2 separate regions of the Hordeum vulgare genome follow, and region 2 is linked to region 1. Evidence: chromatin contacts called from public Hi-C data. All regions are on one chromosome and are shown on one strand. Each heading gives the region's core, a stretch centred on a gene start, on an enhancer-like site or on the middle of the called end of the contact. The rest is flanking DNA. Distances are from core to core; before and after follow the strand shown. Region 1 holds the start of LOC123402933 (replication protein A 32 kDa subunit B-like). Region 2 holds the start of LOC123402026 (protein ALP1-like).

Region 1 (4,280 bases), core at 1,134-3,633:
AGTGAGGAAATGAACAAAAATACCTCATCCCTGTCAAAGTTATCTCCACTATGCGGATCATAGAGCACATCTCCTGAGGCAAGTTCAAAGCGTATGCATGCAAAGGACCACAGGTCGACAGATGTAGAATACTTAGAGCCTAGAAGGACCTCAGGACATTTGTATTGCCTTGTTTGGATATCACTTGTGAACTCCTTGTACGTCCAACATGCATTTCCGAAGTCAACCAGCTTGCAGCCTAGTTCAGCTTCCATCGCCATCCTATTCCTAGTCCCTTTGTTGCCCCGCCTATGCCCTCCTCCTCTCTTCATGTCCCCATCCTAGCTAGGACTGCCCTCATTTGCTGTCCTCAGATCTCCCTTATCATCTGATTCGTCTATGTCGGCGAATGCCACTGCCCATTGCCTTTTGAAGTTGAAGCAACTACATGTTTGACTTTCTTCCAAATCTTCTTCTGTTGGTTCCTGGTGACTCCACTACTCGTTGATGGTCGAGCAGGAGCCCTTGGAGGTGGCTCGATGGCCCTTGCAGCAGGCGGCACCAGTGGCACACCTGACTTCCGGGGATCGTTTGAGGGGTCAATAGTGGACACGAGGAATATGTTTTTGGGCTTCAGGTCAGTGTGGATAATGGAAAGCTCGCGGTGGAGGTAGTCAAGGCCAATGAGCACATGCCGGCATATCTCCTTAACCATTGGAAGCGGAATGCCACGATAGTCCGTGTACTTTATTAGGGTGAGCAAGTTATCACTAAGAAACTCAAACACCATGCAGACATGGCTCCCATTGGGGCTTGTGTGCTTGAAGTGGTCAAGGCGTAAAACATCAGAATATCTCGTGCAGTGCGATAGGATTGAGGGATAAAACAGTAATAATGAGAAATTGATTTAGCTGTTCTCCATATGAGCTCTGTGACAAAAGAGCGAACAGTTGGTGGGCAGGCAGACAACTTCATCCAGATCAATATTTTTTTCCTACATATCCTCGTCGCGAATCCTAGAGGCAGCGGGTGATTTTAACAGGGGGTTTCACGGCGAGGCGAGGGGGTGGTGAGCACGTACGGAGTGGGCGGTGTCCCAGGCGAGCCAGGCGGTGGAGAAGTGGCCCCAACCGAGCTTGGACTGCATGACGTAGGGGCCCTGCTTGAAGTTGTCCCCGGGGCGGACGACATGGTAGCCGTCGCGGCCGTAGTTCTCGGTGCCCTCGTCCTCAGAGGTGTAGATGTTGTTGCCCACGTCCCCGTCCCCGTCCCCGTTGGCGGCGGCCGCCGCCTTCGCCTCCTCCTCTGCGCGGTGCCGGCTCTCCGCCTCCTCCTCTGCGCGGTGCCGGCTCTCCGCCTCCTCCTCTGCGCGGTGCCGGCTCTCCGCCTCCTCCGCCCAGCGGCTCGCCCGCAGGAGCCTCGGCCATCACGCGGGGAGGCCCGGATCTGGGGCGGTGGCGCGCGGGGACGGAGGTGAGCATTGGAGGAGTTGGGGCCGGCGGCGCACGACGCCGTGGCAGGGGGTGGCGGCGCGCTGGCGCTCGAGATGGGAGGTAAGGTCGTGGGTGGTCTGGTATTTTTTTTCTCCCGCACATACCGATTCAGCTTCACTTATCAATTGGATTGCTGGTTAATTTTAGAAAACACCTAGGACTTTTTTTAAAATCACCGCGGTGGGTTTTCTGACGGAAGCGATAGCCTCTTTATTATTAGGTAAAGATAATGTTGTGCTAGATTCTAGCAAAAAAAGCATTGTTCTAGATCAATTTAAGTTGCAAATCTAATTTTACGGATCGGAAGGAGTTGCGCCATATCAGAACCCGCAGAAGCCAACCCGTAAAAAAAATATTCCATGAACATGCTTTTTTACGGATCCATTATACGGGTCTGCATCTGTGCAAGCCCTGTGTCGGCTCACAACAACGCGTTTGCAGCCCGGCGGAATGCGAGGTTTGTTAGAGCAAGTACAATAGAGCTGAGTCAGCTGGCTATAAGAAATAAATTAATATATTTTTGTTTAGTTAGAGGAAAGAGAAGAGGAGAGAGAAGGTAAGCGGGCTCTTAGTTAGGAGCCAGCTCTAGCACGTGCTCTAAGGCTTTTGTGAGTATGAAAGGTGAACCATATAATAAAAAGTACTATTATATTTTTACAATGAACTATTATACATTTTAAATATAAGATGAGGTATAGATCACAATATTGCTCAAACCCGCGAGCCGCACCGCTTCTGCGCACGCATCCAAACCAATCAGATGCGCGGCGCGGGACGCTGCGCCGCACCGCCACCCGGCGACGTGCGCCTGCCGATCCAATGGGCCGCGCGCCGCGGAGACCAAGGTGTCGTACCGGAGAAGCCCCCTTCCCTTCCCTTCCCACAAAACAAAAGGACCGCCCCTCCCCCCTTCTCCCGCCCTCGCCCCTCCCCACCTCCCCTCCCCTCCTTCCGCGGCAAGGCTAGGGTTTTCATCCACAGGGCCTCACCATGTACAACGGAGGCGACCACTACGACGGAAACGGCGGCGGCGCCGCCAACGCCAACACCCTCTTCAGCGGCGGCGGCTTCATGCCCTCCCAGACCACCAACACCCCGGACGGTAGCGGCGGCATCAGCAAGGTACGTCTTCCTAGGAATCCCGCCCAGTCTCCCCATGTTTTCTTTTCGGCCCCCAAATCTGATTTCCCTTTCCCTCCTTGGGCTCGCCGTGCGCTCAGAGTCGCGGCGCGCAGACGCTGCTCCCGCTCACCGTCAAGCAGATTATGGACGCCACCCAGACCAACGACGACAAGTCCAGTTTCGCTGTCAATGGAACCGAGGTGTCCACGGTACGGACCCTGCCTCTTCGCCCGGTGCTTTTTCTTTTTCTCTGAACACCTGTTCACCAGGTGCTTAATGACATTGTAAAGAATCGTTTCTCCTTTTGGGAAAAAAACCGTTTCTTTCGAGCATTGGTTCGAGTTGTTTTGTATGCTTGCTGTGAAAGGTTTCACATCACATCGTAGTTGGTAGAGCGGATTTTAGTCCGGCTGACACCTTCCTTGGAAAAAAAGAAGAACCTTCCTCCGGACTGAAGCATGTCCGTTCTGAAATTATTATTACCAAGGCAATTGGATTTAAAATTTGAACATATAACACTGGCCAGGTGTATTGGTTCAGCTATGCAGTAGGGAAAGAAACAATGCCTTGGTTAGCGACCATATTGCATTTGCTCAAGTTATGTAATTTCTGTTGCTCTCCTGTCCACACCCACAATCTATACTGGGGCATAAATGGCCTACACAGATCCACGCCGTCCGGTGCTTGGGAGCACTGCCGTGCCGCCCCAAGACGCCCCGCAGACGAAGCCTCGGCCACCACCTCTGCATTGATGGGCCAGCCACCACCACCTCTGCGCAGACGGACCAGCCACCACCCCTCCATCGCCGACGGGCCAGCCGCCGCCGCCTGACCCCGAGCACGGCCTCTAGATCCAGCACGGCGCGTCGCCCCTCCTCGGGCGAAGGAAAGGACGCGAGGAGAAAGCGTCCGGCCGCCACCTTCACTTGGAGCGTGCGCGGCCTTCGCCGCCGGCGTCCTCGGGCGGTGGCTAGGCTGGCGGAAGGGAGGGCCTGAACCCGGCGGCGCGCTGGGGGGTTCCCCTGAGCCCCTAGAGGAGGGGCGACGCGGGGGGGGGGGGGTGGGGGTGGGGGGAGGATAAGGTTGGACTCCTGCGTGGCCATGGTGGCTATCTTAGCGGGCAGGCGGCGCAGGTCATGATGGCGGCTCCTGCGTGGCCATGATGTGATGGCTTGGTGGGAGGCGTGCGTGCTAGCGGAGGTGCCGTGCGTGGGGTTGTGGTGTTGGGAGGTGCTCCGGGTGAAAGCTTGCCGGGCAAGAGTTTGCCGGCCGACGGTGTCGGCGTCTGTGGATGTCGTCTCACCTTCTTGGAGGCACCGTTGAGGAGTTCTCTTCCTACACACCCTCGGATCCAGTTCTTTGGGTGAAAACCTTAGCCCTGGTTGGGTCGGACGACGGCGTCGGCATCGTCGCTTCCTCCTTGGGGGCGTCGTCTTGAAGAGCTTTGGATCTCGTTTGCACTCTCCAGGGGCTAGACGCTCGCGACATTGCGGTCGGATGGGGCTTGTCTGGCAATGTGGTTGATCTGCGCGGCTTCTTGTGTGGCAACGATGGCCCCTTCAAGCGGAGTAGGATTTGCTGTTGGGCTCTGGTAGTCGGTCTCATCCGGCGTGTTTGAGGGGTCGCCGTGCCTCTCTTGTCTTCTGAAGTCGGAGCTGTTTGAGGAGGAACCTTGCGGCGACGATG
Region 2 (4,280 bases), core at 1,067-3,566, 310 kb before region 1:
CATCGCAATCCTCGACCATCTAGCTCACCTCCTGAGGCTAATAGCACGAGGAGGGCAAAAAAGCAAAAGACGACCAGTATTGATGATTTCCATGAGAGATACCTAAAACTCATAAGGGAAGAAACAAATAAGTATGCAACCATTGAGGAGAGGAAATTAAAGGACCCTTTCAGCATCAAGAAATGCATCAAAGCACTTGAAAGGTTGGAGGGTCTATCGATGGCAGATATGCTAAAAGCAGCAAACATCGTCACCGCCAACAAGGAGAACAGAGAAGTATTTCTATCATTTTCAAGCAACAAATTACAGTTAGGTTGGTTGATTGGAAAAGTTCGGAATACCTAGTATTTCGTACTAGGGAAGATCTAGCTTAAAATTGAGATATATTTTGTACATGTGCATCTCTGGACACATGGTTATGATCCTTTTGTCATAGTTAACTTGTAGTAGGTTGTGCATGTGCATTACTAGGCACATGTTTATGGAAGTGGCAAACTCATTCAACTTTTTATGTAATATTAAATGGATCTTAAATCAATGCTTGTTTGCAGTGTTTGGCTAAAATAATCATATTATTAAGTGAGTGGAGTACAATACAACCAAATAATTACATAACTTAAGAGAAAAATACACAATACATATGCTTATCTTCTAGCAATGTAATCTGCCCACATTTGCATTGCCATGGCATCTCGCATCTCATTTCCAGCTTGTCTCAAGTTGTTAAATAAAATCACATCTTTTTTGTATTTGGCATCACCACCTGGTACATCTTTCATAGTGCTTTCATTAGTATCCGTTGTAGCTCTGTCAGGCAGTGTCATATCTCCATTATGGAGCCTTATGAAATTGTGCAATACACAACAAGCTACTACAATATCAACTTGTGTGTCAATATCAAACATTGTAGCTGCCTTTAGTATGGGATACCTTGCTTTCAATATGCCAATAATTCTTTCGACATGATCTCGTAGTTGAGCATGTCGAAGGTTAAATAACTCCTTGTAGCATTGTGGCCTTTGATGAACTCTTCCTTGCTTTCGTAAATGATATCTAGTTCCTTGGTATGGAGCAATGAATTGGGGTGTATTTGCATAACCCGCATCTACAAGATAAAAATTTCCAGGTGGTACATTGAATCCATGGTCTAGTGCATCTTGCAAAACCCTTGCATCTGATGATGCAGATCCTTCCCATCCAGCATGTACATGCACAAACTTCATGTCAAAGTCACATGCAACCATTACATTTTGTGAAAGACCTTGTTTTTTATTTCTGTATGGATCTTGTTGCCCAGGAGGAATAGTCATGGGAAAGTGAGTACCATCAATAGCTCCAATATAGTTCTGTTGATTTAATTCTACAGTTAGATATATAAATGTAAGCTAGATTTACACAGTACCAATTCAGCATGATAGGACTTGAAAACAATTACCTGAAGTATAAAAACTTTGGTTGCCTTAATATGGGATGCTGGTATATAGAAGGTTGTATGAAGTTGCATGTGAGTCGAGTAATCGCGTTGAGCACGGCATGGAAATAAGTACTAACTGAATCCGCACCGTACTGGAATCTGTCTTGCAATGTTCTGTTGGTTGCATTCTTTGATATTGCATATAAAGATATGGCTACTTGCTCTTGCAAAGAGATATACCTTGCATCCTGGAGAAGGTGCTTTTCATACAGTTGTTGCACTAAAACTTGAAAGATTGATCTCTCCATATGAAACCGCCATTCACATAGAACCTCGTGGCCGGTAAGAGCTTCATACACATAAGTAACTCCATTCAGGATGGATGTATGTATTGCTCTCCTCTCAGATGATTGGGATGAGCTACCTTGTAATGTAGGGAATATGAAATGTACAAAATCATCTTCGTTTCTCGACCGCCGGCTGTAGTTTTGATTCATTGAGCTTCAGGAATGAATGAATTCTGGGGTTAGAGGAATGTATGGATTGCTGCTACAAGACTGGACTATGGGTTCCTAGAGAAGTTCTTACAAGAGAGGAGAAGAGATGACAATGACAAGCAAGTGGCTGGTAGTGCATTGTGTGCGTTTATATAGCAAGAGAAAGAAGAAGCAACGACTAGACAAATCAACGGCAAGAATACAATGCCCAGGCACATGACGGCTAGTTATGTTTCCTAGAGAAGTGTGCAGATTCCAATTTCTTTTTTCTTTGTTCAGAACACTCCATCGAGTTTCCATTCCTCTTTTTGTAAGCCTGTAGGTTTCAGTTTGCACTCCATCCCATACCTATGCATGCTTCTTTTCCTCTGTTTTGTAAACCCACGTCTCGAACATGGCCTAAGTTTTGGGGTATAAGATTGAGCATTGCACCAGAATATGTAATCAAGTAGCGTATGCTTGTATCTGCTCCGGTGGCGAGCGACTTCGCTTCACACACTGTTTAATGCAAAGTATTGAGTTTTAAAAAAAACAGAATTTCGGCAAATTTGCTACATGAAATTGCACGACTACTTTAGCGGAAGATAAGTCAACACACTACAGCAGTTGATCCATAAATCTCCTTACAGACTATAAATATTCAACTCAATAAAAAAGACTATAAATATTTAGTCAGGCATCTCGGCGCGCTTCCGCCGGAAGCCAGGGAACGGCAGGAGGAGGAGCAGCATCAAGCGCAGCAAAGGAAGTCCAGGATGCTGGAGCAGCAGTCGTAGCAGCAAGAACAGCTGCAAAATCAAGTGCAAATTAAGCACGACCAATCAATCAATCAATCGGAGAGCGGACAGGGCCGAGCGGGGAAAGAATAACACGGGAGTCTCAGTCGACCAACCAATCAGATCTAGTTAGCACACGTACCATCCGTCGAGGCTCTTGTCGTGGAGGTCGTCGGTCGCAGACATGGACTGAGCAGGCGGGGGCTCCATCGCCGAGTCGGTCTATCCGCACCTGTGGACGGGTGATGATGATGATGTGGGGAAGAGAAGGCAAAGGGATATGGAGGGAGCTAAGCTGGAAGGAGACGCAAATAAATGATGCACATGGAATGGGCGGCTGTACCGGTGTAAAGTTCTTCTGCCGGGATTTAAGGCTTAAGGTATGGCATGTCCGTGTACGACCTGGCTTGTCGTCCGATTATTTGTGCGCCACAAGCCACTGATTGCGCACAGGCATTATCTATTTTCATTCTCCGTATGTTTCTTCTTAAGAAGTGGGTCACGCTGCCAGCTTGGCCTCCACTGTCCAGTGAGTGAAGCAATTAGCGGAGTTCAAGTAGAATTCGTCACGGAGTAGCTGCAGACCTTGTTGTACGGTGGTGGTTGGTGGCAAAATTGACATCCGTGAACGGAATGTTTTCACAAAATAGACCGCGTATGAAAAAAAAATCATTCAACTCAACTTTTTTATGGGGTTTGACAGTGAGGTGTCATACTGTATTATATGACGTATTTTTTAGACGCCACACAGTACAGTATGGCGCATATGGCTTAGGCGTCACATAACGTAGTGTGCCACATAAGCGAAAGACGCCACGAAAGAGGTCAGATAGATGAATTTTTTTCAAACATGGTTCAGTTTGTGAAATACTTTTGTTTTTTGGTCAAAATTTTCCATTTTGCCTCGTTTGGTTGTGTCGATTGCATGAGGTGCAGCCAAGGGCGAGCATGTGGCAATAAGTCTGTTGTGTATAATTTCGTAAATATACACCTCATCCTAACATTTTCCTAAACATTACAGAAATGGAAGAATTTTCCATCTGCCTGATCTTTGTCCTTTGTTGACTTATGGCAAAGAAGTTCTTTGCCGCCAGCTGCCAAAAAACAAACGACAAAGAGCTGACTGATGGCAAAGATATTGTTTGCCATTAATGTGCTCTTTGTCGTCTGCTCGCGGACAACAAAGATGAAACACACAGGCGACAAAGAGCCCAGGCGGGCCCCTCTACACCGTGGACGACATGGTTGTCGTCATCTGCCTCTTTGCCATCTGTCACAACCTCTTTGCCATCTGCCTCCCCCTGTTTGTCGTCTACCAGCACACGACAAAGGGGATGGGCACATAACGGAGCTCCCCACCGGCTTGTGCCTCTCTCTCTCCCACACTCCTCACCTCTCTCTCCTCAATCTCCCCACCTCTCTCTCCTCAATCTCCCCACCTCGCCCGCCCGCATCATCACCCCCCGCCGCCCCCTCCCGACCCACGGCTTCCCCTCCCTCCGCCCTGATGTCAGCTATGCCAATGCACAAAAGTCCTTCCAATGGTGCCAGAAACAGGTGTGTCGACGGCACCAGGAATCCTTCAGCTGCGGC

The links. Hi-C and Micro-C count contacts between places; a contact is called where the count stands out from the background.
Region 2: a Hi-C map of seedling shows a contact between it and region 1, with 3 times the contacts expected there. The contact joins the promoter of LOC123402026 here to the promoter of LOC123402933 in region 1. A contact is called at or near these places in 1 of 6 Hi-C or Micro-C datasets (seedling) and 1 of 1 datasets of contacts at active chromatin or transcription factors (embryo).

Annotation. Positions count from the first base shown.
Region 1 is chr6H:384,393,804-384,398,083 of MorexV3_pseudomolecules_assembly, reverse strand. LOC123402933 (replication protein A 32 kDa subunit B-like) reads left to right here and starts at 2,383. Exons shown (of 10, transcript XM_045096902.1): 1 at 2,383-2,594; 2 at 2,693-2,803. The coding sequence starts at 2,463. It also overlaps the pseudogene LOC123405510.
Region 2 is chr6H:384,704,434-384,708,713 of MorexV3_pseudomolecules_assembly, reverse strand. LOC123402026 (protein ALP1-like) reads right to left here and starts at 2,316. Exons shown (of 2, transcript XM_045095881.1): 1 at 1,436-2,316; 2 at 552-1,346. The coding sequence starts at 1,504. The coding sequence ends at 645. It overlaps LOC123402027, which reads right to left and starts at 3,045. Exons shown (of 2, transcript XM_045095882.1): 1 at 2,830-3,045; 2 at 2,413-2,699. The coding sequence starts at 2,897. The coding sequence ends at 2,642.